Linked DNA regions of Sus scrofa: region 1 is linked to region 2. Evidence: chromatin contacts called from public Hi-C data. All regions are on one chromosome and are shown on one strand. The core of a region is the stretch at or near the end of the contact, and the rest is flanking DNA. Distances in the headings are between cores, read along the strand shown. Region 1 has its middle 320 kb from the start of RNLS. Region 2 has its middle 230 kb from the start of PTEN.

Evidence for each region. Hi-C and Micro-C count contacts between places; a contact is called where the count stands out from the background.
Region 1: a Hi-C map of liver shows a contact between it and region 2, with 5 times the contacts expected there. The contact joins two enhancer-like sites. A contact is called at or near these places in 6 of 47 Hi-C or Micro-C datasets (blood, liver and skeletal muscle) and 2 of 2 datasets of contacts at active chromatin or transcription factors (alveolar macrophages and skeletal muscle).

The regions. Positions count from the first base shown.
Region 1 is chr14:100,278,288-100,283,841 of Sscrofa11.1, forward strand. No RefSeq gene overlaps it. Among named protein-coding and RNA genes, the nearest start is that of RNLS, 320 kb to the right of the region's middle. Within about 2 kb of position 3,419, at least 48 of the 83 cell types and tissues checked have an H3K27ac peak or open chromatin away from gene starts, as enhancers often do. A contact at or near this core is called in liver and skeletal muscle, where this site is marked.
Region 2 is chr14:100,154,085-100,159,667 of Sscrofa11.1, forward strand. No RefSeq gene overlaps it. Among named protein-coding and RNA genes, the nearest start is that of PTEN, 230 kb to the left of the region's middle. Within about 2 kb of position 2,592, at least 22 of the 83 cell types and tissues checked have an H3K27ac peak or open chromatin away from gene starts, as enhancers often do. A contact at or near this core is called in liver and skeletal muscle, where this site is marked.

The DNA of each region.
Region 1 (5,554 bases), core at 2,169-4,668, 130 kb after region 2:
AACCAGTTGGCAAAGATTTTTTGTAAGTTATTTTTAAGTTTTTTTTAAGGTATAGCATTTTCCTGAATGTTTCCTATTATCAACTGTAATGTGTCATATGATACATTACATGATTGATTTTCTAGTGTTAAATAATTCTTGTATGTATGCCACATAAAATATATTTTATTTGATATTATACATACACACTTATTTTGGATTTCTTGCTTATATTTATTTAGTATTTTTGCATCTTTGTCTATATGTGAGATTGATTCTTATTTTATCTCTGTTTGGCTTTAACATCAGGATTATAATGAATTTTTTAAATAAAATATGTTGGTGAATTTTCCCTTGTTTCCTGTTCCTTAGAATGGTCATTTGCTAAGGGCTCTTATTTCTTCTTTGAAGTTTTGGAAAAATTGTCCACAAAATCTCCTGGCACTTCTACCCTTTGTGGTATACTTTTGACTGAGTTAATTTTTTTCCCCTCTTACTGGTTTTAGGTTTATTTACTGTCAATTTCTTCTCAAGTTAGTTTCCATAATTTATGCTTTCTAAAAATTGTATGGTGTGTCTAAGGTTTCAAATACATTGGTCTAAAGTTGTTCATGTGATTCTCTTATGATTTTTAAATATTTACTTTTCTTGCTTCAATGTTCTTTTTCATATCTAGTACTGTTTATTTCTGCCTCTTAAAAAAATCAATCATGCAGGAGTTTGTCTATTTAATTACTTTTTTGAAACAACCAGCTTTTCATTTTGTTGATCAGATGACCAACTATTCATTCTTGACATCACCACGAGGGTAATTTTTTGGAAACTCAGATCTACTTTTGCAAACCTGTCAGTGGCTCACCATCCAACTCCAAGCTCTGGCCTCTAACTACTTCACCAGTTCATCTCTCCACATCTGCTCTCCCCTCCAACAATATCAGATTCCTCCAAGGGCCTAAAATGTCAGCTCATTTCATGCTCTGACTTTGTACAGACTTTTCTTTTTTTCTTCCATTATCCACTTAGTCCAAGTCTTTAAATTCCAGCTCAAGTTTTCCTACTTTGTAAAGCTTTTCCTGACCCTTTCCTTCTCTCTCTAGGTAATTACATCTCCCTATACCCCCCGCCTTTTTTTTAGGGCTGCACCTGTGGCATATGGACGTTCCCAGGCTAGGGTCTAGTTGGAGCTGTAGCTGCCAGCTACACCACAGTCACAGGAACACAGGGTTTGAGCCGCTTCTGTGTCCTACAACACTGCTCATGGCATCACTGGATCACCGGCCCACTGAGTGAGGCCAGGGATTGAACCCACATCCTCATGGATACTAGTTGGATTTGTTTCCTCTGCACCACAATGGGAACTACTTCCTTATATCCTACTTTTGGGCCTTGCACATGTTCCTATTTTTTCATCTATCATACTTTTTTTTTATATCATATAATATCACACGTCTGCCTCCACTTCTGGGCCATAAGATTCCCGAGGGGGGTGTGCAATCCATTTTTCACCTTTATTATTACTAGCACTTTTAACTTATTTTTCCTACTTCCATATCTTTCCTTTTTTCAAAAAGAAAGATAAAAAATAGAGAAAAGATACTATATCTTTTTCCTCTGTTTTTTTTTTTTTTTTTTTTTTTTTTCCTGCACTGCCCAAGCCTGTGGAATTTCCTGGGCTAGGGATTGAACCTGAGTTATAGCAGCAACCTGAGCCGCTGCAGTGACAACTGCATACTGAATCACCTGTGTGCTACTTAGTATCAAATCACATGAGAAGAGCTAGTATCATTAATTTTCCAGCTATACAAGCCAATATTTTCATCTCATAACAACTATTTTTATGCCTGGACATCTCAATGTATTTCAAATATTGAGGTATATATATATATATATATATTGTCTTTCTCACAGAGTTTTCTTTTTCTATAAACATATACACTATTTCATTAAAAAGGATGGTAGTATTTCATGACCAACCCCACTACTTTCATAGTTAGGCAAAATATTGCAAGTAGGTAATTCAAAGAACCTCTGTTTCAGCTCATAGTTTTCCTCATCCAGGAACTTAACACTTTACAACAGTCAACCCAGATATGAATACACAAAATAAGATGCTATTTAAAAGAGGCTGTTAAGTGGTTCTGAAAATGGAAGTTAGAAACCTAGATTTGCATCCAAGTTCTACCACTTACACATCAAGCAAAACTTGAATCAGTTTCAGCCCCATCAGTAACATAGTGGTGACGATACATGACCCGCCAGGTTCCTGTGAGGGGTAAATCACATGATGTGGGGAAAACAGGAACACAGCACAGTGATACTCAGTACCCTTTAACTGGCACGACTGAAAAAAAAAAAAAATTACACATATACATACTGCGCAAAAGGCAATTTCACATTACCAAGGCATTACTACTGAGGCATTCAATGTCAGCCTAATTAAAGAAAATCCTACTTTCCTTGAAGTTCTGTTTGCTTTCTGAACTTTTTGGCCTGGAGCAACACCTTTTGCTAATCCATTTTATATTCATTGTTTTAGTCAAGGGACAATTAATCAGACACTGGGATTTGGGAGTCTTGAGTTCCACGTCGAGCATGCACAGTCTGGTGACCTTGAACAATCAGTGGAATCACGCTCTTTTGTGAACCTCTTTTTGCCTTGCCCTGAAGGCAGAGCATTAGTCCCATCCCTCCTTTCTGCCTGCTCAGCACTAACTCTGCAACGCTTGTTACCCAAAATCAGGACATCGATGTTTTAATTCACAAGAAAAATCCAATTCATGTAATATCTTTATCCCTCTATGAACTGTGGGGGGAAAGGCAAGCAACCAAGCCTAAACGTTCAGCCGAAAGCATTTGCCAATATTCCTTTCAAGCAATAACCTCTCCGCAAGGCCAGCAGCTTTTTCACTGACACCTCATTTTGCTGCTGGAAAGAAAACCTTTTCTACATTCACTGCCTCCACCTGAACTGCTCGGTAATTGAAAGTCATTTTGTTTTTCCAATCACCCTCGGCAGCGACATGCACACTACCCATCCCCTTCACTGTCTAAATCGGGGGCTGAGGAAAAGTCCCTGTGGGAAGCGTGAACAGCCAGCAGCTGCGCTGGGCCTGGCCAGCTGAACTTCAGCCTGCTCCTTGGCCCAACCCCAGGACTGATAAAGCCTTTGCTAAGCTTTAGATTTCCCAGGCTTTTGTGAGCCAAAGGGAAGACCGCTTTCGTCGGTCCTGATGGCCTCTTTGTGTTCCTTGGGCCTGTTAACTCTTGTCTCAGGCAGGAAGAGAGTGAGGGGGACCAGGCTCGGTGCGGGGCCCATGCTTCCAGCCTGCTTCGAGTTGTCCAGCAAAGGCTGACCTATATTCCAGTGACACACACCAGATCTGAGTAGGACAGAACTGCCCAGGGAGCCGCCCACCCCTCCTCCTCCTGCTTCCTCAGCCAAGAGGGCAGCCAGATCTGTACACGAAGTTCTCTCTTGTCAGCCTGATGGCAGGACAGGGCTCCAGACGGGGGTTCTTAGGAGGTGAACCCCCACCACATGAACCGCAGGGCACCCCCTCTCCCCCACTGTCTTTCCTCCAGGGAGTGTAGCAGGAACCAGAAGGGTGCAAAAAAGTCGGTCTCTTGAGTTTGTTCAAAATTATTTCCTTCCAGCCATTGTTTTTGGAATGCTTTGCTGCATTTCTTTAGAGTGGGCAGATGGCAGGATCCTGGAGGTGTAAAACAGCTACAAAAACCAAGATGATTCAAACAGAAGGAATATGTATAAACCCTGCTGGATCATCCTAATATTAATCAGGAGAATTTTTTTTTTTCCTTCTCTCCAGGATGTTTAAAGTCTTCATGTTTTCTGTGTGCCTTCCCCCTTTAAAAAGAACACAATGTATAAATGGGTTGCTTTGGGGATCTTGGCTGGGAGCACTGGCGTCATTTTTTTGTATTCAGCTTATTTTGAGGACAAGCCCAATGGACAGACTTGAGAGCAAGACCTCTCACTTTGAGGAGACAGAGGAAAGTGAAAATGGAACTCCCATGGAGGGGAGCCGAAACTGGACAGCCAAGGATGGTGCCATCCAAAATACAGGAACCATGCCTGAAAGAGATAATTTCAAGTTGAGCTGTGGTTTACCACAGTGTCCTCGTGATCAGTCGAGTGGTCAGATGTCAGGGGTGACTGAAAATAAGTGCATTTTCCCACAGTGAAAGAAAAAAGAAGAAAAAACAACAACAACAACAACAACTTTGCCCATTCGAAGCAAATACTTGCACATTTCAGACTGGTTGGAGTAGGCTTGAAAATGTACTATCATCCTTGTGACTTGAGTGGAAAAAGCTGGAGAAGAAACAACGGTTATTTGCTTTTGATTAGCCACCCCACACCCCCTTTTTGTCCCTAAGGACCACAAGGAGTCTTTATTGCTCTGTCCCATGTTTTGTTCTATTCAAAAGATCTTCTGGGAGCAAGGGTTATGTGTTTACGCCATGACATGGCTGGCACTGGCGGGGAGAGGAGAAGGAGTCCCAGAGTGATTTCAAATTGAAGGGTTTGGTGACTCTGTGTGGGCTAGATCTTCTTCCTTCCACCTGTGGTACAGCCTGGCTTCAGAGAGGCAGCTGCAGAGACTTCTTTTCCTGCTGGGTGTGTGCAGAAGGACTCTGGGATTCAAAGCGTTAAAGTGTCATCTGCAATGGGAAAAATGGCTTAACCACAAATGCATCCTGTGCTGGCCTAGTTATGTGTTACTGTGTATGTGTGTACTTTTTTTTTTTTTTTTCCATTTCAAAATCTCTCTTTCATGAGCTCATATCCTAAAATGTCTCCTTTCTAATTTAATGAGAGGGATTCCATCCACTCAGAACAGGGTGCTTTCAACCATCATGTCTGCCAGAAAATCACAGAAAACCTCAAAGGTGAAACCCAGAACATCAAATCACTGATTGGAAAAATAAAGGTTTGATTTGGAAATCACACACCAGGCAACCTGAAATCTCACTCCCCTGGTGTCTATTCTTTCTTTTCATCTTTTTGTTCATCATGAATCCTGATCTGATCTCCCCGATCTCACTGAGCCGGCAGCACCTTGAGCAATGCGGTGGCTGCAAAATCCCCTGCTGACTTTGTTTTGGCTGGAAGTACAACCCACATATGGGAGAATTAAGCTAAAACATCACAGAGCTAATAGCATGCCTCTGTGCAGCGGTAGCCGATCAGTAGAAAAAGGTGACATCATGGATATTCCAGAACTTCAGGTCTGTGGTGCAAAGCAGCTTCCCGGCTGGACATGAGAGCCAGAACCTGGATTGGAGACAAAAACAACTCTCCCTTCTCATAAATATCTGCTCTGGAGTTCAAAAATATTCTAAGTGCGATGGCTCAGAAATGGTCCCTTTCCGTGGAGACCTATCTGATTTTCCAAATCCAATCACAAACTTTTTAATAGCATGTCATGAACCTCTCAGCTCATTATTTCTCTTCAAAGCCCTCTGGTTTGCCAGCTTAGAGCCTGTGAAGTGTTGTTTGATGATGTGCTGCACCATAAATAAACGCATAGTACATGCTAAAATCCATCCTTCA
Region 2 (5,583 bases), core at 1,342-3,841:
ATGGGGCTGTGTCTTCTTCCTCGATGGGTCCCTGGTGTGAGGCTTTTCCCAGAACAGGTACTCAATAGAGAAGACCTTCTCAGTGACGGAGGGAGGACAGGGCGGACAAGTGCAGAGGAGCAGACGTGGGGGTCGTTGGAGGTCTACAAGGACCAGCCTAACTCAGTGGAGCAGAGAGGGTACTGACAGACTTGCAGGATAGAAGGGAGGACTGGAATGTTCCAGATGGGGGGTTTGGATTCGTCCTGAGGCCCTGGGGAAGCACAGGAGAGGGAAGGCAAAGTGCTGGCCTTAGGTTAGGAAGATGTGCTGGCTTGGGCTCTGTCCTTTCATTCCTTTGCTTTTGCTTTTTAAGACACCCAATGCAAGGTTGCCCCATGAGTCCTTTCTCAGATCTACATTCTAGAGAATGCATCTCAGGGTGCTTTGCAGGGTGGACCCCTGAGGCAGAGAAACCTTTTGGTTCTAGGAATTCAGGGGCTGAAAACATGACCAGGGTGGTATAAAGGGAGCAGCAAAGGAGGGAAGGATATGGGAGCTTTGGAAGTGACTCTTAGGATGCTTTTAGGTAGCTTCAGTGGAGTTGGAGTCAGCATGGTTGGTTTTAGGGGAAGAGAGATTTTGGGGGGGTGGGGTGATGCTGAGATGTCTTAGGATATCTAATCCTACAGAAATGTAGGATTAGATGAGCGAAGCTGGGTGGGTAAAAGTGGGCCCTTGACATCAGACCAAGGGGGAGCCTTGAATCCCAGTCTGATGTTACCAGCTGTGTGACCTTGAGCACGTGACTAGGGTCAGGTATCCAACTCATCTAGTTTGCAAAGGAGTTTTCCATTTTAGCATTGAAAGTCCCATGTCCCAGGAAACTCCACAGCCCCATGCACACTGGGCCAGTTTGCCTGGGACTGTCCTGGAAGGAAAATTGCAAGTCTCTTATCCTGGGAGCCCCCTCAGAGGTGAGCAAACCAGGATGGTTAGTGAACCCATCTGATCAACTTTTGCCTCAGTTTCCTCATCAGAAAAATAGAGATAATAGCTGTACCTTCTTCAGGGCAGGGAATGGATTAAATGAGATGGTATGTGTGAAACACGCAGCATAAAGGTTGGCATAGAAAGATATAAAACAAATATTTGTTGAGAGGATGAATTAGATCAAGCTGGCCAGGGAACCAGGTGGGTACAGAGAGGATGGGGCAAGTAAAGCAGTGTCACCATGGGATGTGGGCAGAGTCCACGGCTCTGTTTACTGAACCTGTGGATTGGGATTCTACCTGTGTTTGTAAAAGAAGGTTTGCCCAGAAAATTAGTAATGTAAACATGGGAAATGTTAGCCCATGGAAGAGGGCAAAGCTTAGCAGCAGCATGTACATTTTAATAACACTTGTGCAAATTATTAGTGAATATGTCCATTCACTAGAGGATTTCCAAGATCCTCTAAAGACTGGGCACATCTGCTTGCTGGTTCAGTTGGCATGGTGGCTGCATGTGTTCAAAAGGATTAAAACCACACTTTGTTTTAGTATTCATTCATTCATTCCATTCATTCATTGACTCAGTCAACAAATACTTACGTAGTATTTTTCATATGTTGGGCATAGTGCTAGGCTCTATGGAGGCTGCGAAGAAATATGAGAAGAAATCGGTACTCCTAGAAAACTGACCAGAAACTTATTTGATCATTACACTTACTTTCTTTAAACTTGAGTCACCATATCCTCTCCCTTATTCTTTCCCCACCCGCATCAAAGCCTTTTGACAGTGGCATAGAAGATTTTACACTCTCTTTAAAGTCCTGGGAGCCAGAAACAGAGAAATCAGAAAGTCCTCATCAGGGCATTTTGAAGAGATGGCCTGCGGACAGGAAAGATAGACTAAAAGGAGCAAGAGAGAGGAGGGGGGATCTGAGGGGGGGAAGCAGAGAAGAGGGGGCAAAGGGGGGCAGAATGGGGAGCAAGGGTTGGGAGCGGGGCAGGGGAGCAGAGGTGGGAGAAGGGGGGCAAGGCGAGAGGAGAGGGGGGAGCAGAAGGGGGAGAAGAGTGGGGAGAGAGGGGAGCGGGGGAGGGGGGAAGAGAGGAGGAAGCAGAGGGGAAAGAGAGGGGGTGCAGAGGGGAGGAGCGGGCAGAAAAGGGGGGAGCAGAGTTGAGAGAAGAGGGGGACAGAGGGGAGAGCAAAGACAGGGAGTGGAGTGTGGGGAGCAGAGAGGGGAGGATGGAGGGGAGCAGAGAGAGAGGCGGGTAGAGAGAGAGGGGGGCAGAAAGGAGGGGAGCAGAGAGGAGGGTAAGGGGGCCAAGAGCAAAAGGGGGGGCAAGTAGGAGACATTTTGAGGGAAGGGGTCTGGGGCGAGAAAGCAGAGGGAGCAGCGAGAGGGGACAGGAAGGAAGCAGGTGGGGAGGAAGGAGCCCCCAGGAGGCTTGCTAAGCTATAGGCCCCCCCCCCCCCCGCTGCCGTTGAATAAAATGTTGAAATCACACACGTAAGGGTTTTTTTTTTTTTTCTTTCTTTTTTTTTAAATCGTGGTTTTGTTTCTTTAGCCACAGCTAAGAGGAAACCAAGGTGGAGACCAGAGCGTGGGGACGAGGCCAGGCTCATGGCCCCGGCCCCGCCGTGTCCGTTGCCATCTGCCCGGGACGTGTCTCCTGCTCCTGCCTACAGCCCCTTTGTGACCCTGAAGGAGCAGGACCCCGCTCTCCCGGTGGGCCCCTGACACTGAGTCTCCCTGGGGACGAGGCCACCTCCTCCAGGAGCCAGCAGCTCCCCTGAGCTTTGCAAGCTGCCGCTTCCCCAAACTGCTTCCTCCTCAGAACCGCTCTGGTGCAACCTTGACGCCACCCTTCCTCTTCCTCCACCTGAAGAGGCAAAGCAGGGCCTGGCGAGAACACTGGCTGCTTCCTCCTTCCTTTCATTTTCTCCCAACCTCCTTCCCCCTTGCCATGTTCCTGTGGGGTACCGACATCCCCGAGGCTTTCCAAAAGCAAGAGACTCAGGCTGAAAATGCATACCACACCCCAGGCCTCGGAGTCCAAGAAGGAAGAGTTGTGTGTAAATAATCAGTTCACTTTGCCTTGGAGGATGGTCAGGCTGGAAGGGCCCTCGGAGAGCATGATTGTTAGCCAAGAGCTGCGGACCAGAAGGTTGAAACATTCCACCATCCGAGCCAAGTGGTCAGATCACTGGCTGCCTCCATCAGCAAAACGCTGAGGCCAGGCCTGGCCAGCCCCAGAATGGCTGCCAATGGGGGTGTGTCCCAGCAACCCCACCCGGGTATATCTCTTGGGTTATAGTTTTAAGAGGCAAAAACCATTGTCGACTCCTGACTTGAAACCATGCTATTGCCTATCAATTTGGGGACTTGAAAAAATTGTGTCTCATCTCTTTGAAAGATGCTAAGCTATTAAGTGCGAGAAGTCAGGCAATTTCTTTGTGAACCTGGCTTTGCTGTTTGTCTCCGACCCTTCTGAGTTCAGACCGCCTCGTTTCTGGGCCTCATTTTTTTGCTTTGCATCATTAGACTCTTAGGATGCTTTTTGGTATTACTCAACTGTCTGGATAGTCCATATTCTGAACAAATTCACATAGATGGCATCTGCCCAGTGCTTCCAGAGGCTCAGGTCTAGCTCGGAGATGATTACATTAAATTATGCTTGCATATCACATAATGGTTTGCAAGCACTTTCCCCATGCAGTATTTCGCTGAAGCCTGAAACAACTCTGCCGGATGGATATGATTCCTCCCTCTTTTTTTTTTTTTTTTTTTTTTTTTTTTTTTTTTTTTTTTTGCTTTTTAGGGCTGCACTCAGGGCACATGGAAGTTCCCAGGCTAGGGGTCGCATTGGAGCTGCAGCCGTCAGCCTACACCACAGCCACAGCAACATGGGATCTGAGCCATGTCTGTGACTTACACCACCGCTCACAGCCAGGCCGGATCCTTAACCCACTGAGTGAAGCCAGGGATCAAACCTGCAACCTCACGGTTACTAGTCGGATTCATTTCCACTGCGCCACAATGGGAAGTCTGATTCCTCTCCGTTTGTTGATGAGGAAGTAGAGAGGTGAACTGACCAACCTGCAGTGTTAGAGCTAATGGCAGGTCCAGATTACCTGACTTAAATTGTAAGCCTTTCCACCACACCTGTTGCCTGTCAATGACAGAAAAATAAAGATAATAACTAATACGGATTGAGTTTTTACGATTCGCCAGGCACCATGCTAAGTACTTTAACGTGCGTTATCTCACTGAGTTTACTTGACAGATACATGAGGGAGCTGATGTTATTATCCCCATTTTTAGATAAGAGAAGTGAGGCTTAGTGGGATTAAGTGCATTCTTCACTGTCACATGAAGAGCAAGTAGCAGAGTAGGGACCTAAATCCAACTCCTGGGATCCCAGAGCTGGTGTTCCTAACCCATGACCCCTCCTGCAGCAGGCCAGAGGTAGGACAGCCAATAAAACTTGAGCCCTTGTATTTAATTGTCCAAACGTTTCTTTGTTTCCTGTTTAAACATTTCAGCGCTCTGGAATACCAGAAGCCCTGTTAACTAAGTCCTCTGCAGGCAAACACAATTAAACTGGTTGCCGATCCCCTGGGTTGGGGTGACAGAGGAGAGCAGGAGTTTTGGGGGGGCAGAGAGGAGCATGAGCCTAGCATGGAAAAGGAGGAGGGAGTTTCCCCTCCAATATGGCCACAGTGACAAGGACTGAAGGGCAGGACAGTGTTGGAGCCGTCACTTTTTTCCAGCCATATGTGCCGGCGCAGTCTTTTTTATAGTGCCACATATGGCGCTTTCTTAATTGAATTTTTCATAATAATTGATCTGACCTGTATCATTCTGTTAGCTTTAGCAAAACAAATTCTGACAGGTTTTGATATTAGAACTAAAAATATGTTTCCAACTAGCTGAGGAGCCATAAAGCAGGCTGAAATCATACTAATGATAATGTACAATCTGTTTGCCACCATAAAGTTCCTATTATTTACATGGAGCAAACCATCCAGAAATAATGTGAGCCTCGAGTCTCCTTCCAGTTTTTACTGATCTTCTCTAATTTACCAAATGGGGGTGTGTGTGTGTGTGTGGGGGTGCTGAGAAAAGTCTCCCCAGGTCACCTTGCTGTGCCCTTCCTGATGCCTCGGTATGTCACACGAAATCTTCCTGGGGCTTCTGCTCATGAACCTGGGGAATGGCCATCCTTGTGGGGCTGGAGGGCTGTTGTAGTTAAAAAGCCCATGGTTTGGGGAGGTGAGATGCATGCTTCCGTTCTCAGGGGTTTCCTTTCAGGCTGCTTCTCTGAAATTATTCTGGTGACACTTGGACAGGTAGAGCAAGCAGACTGCCTTCACCTGGGCTCCACCTTTCGAGAGACTAGCCTGGCCTTCTCCTGCCGCACCTCTCCACACAGGCAAGTATTCTGCAGGGCTGAGGAACTCCTTCCACTCAGAGCCCACGCCCCTCCATACTGCAAGTGCTGGAACCCCAAAGTCCCGCCCCCAAAGCCCTGAACCCACTTCCATACCCAGGCTGAGAATCTGCCACACTGAGGGTCGTGTGTGGCAGATATGGCAGAAAGTTGTGGGTGCAGCTTA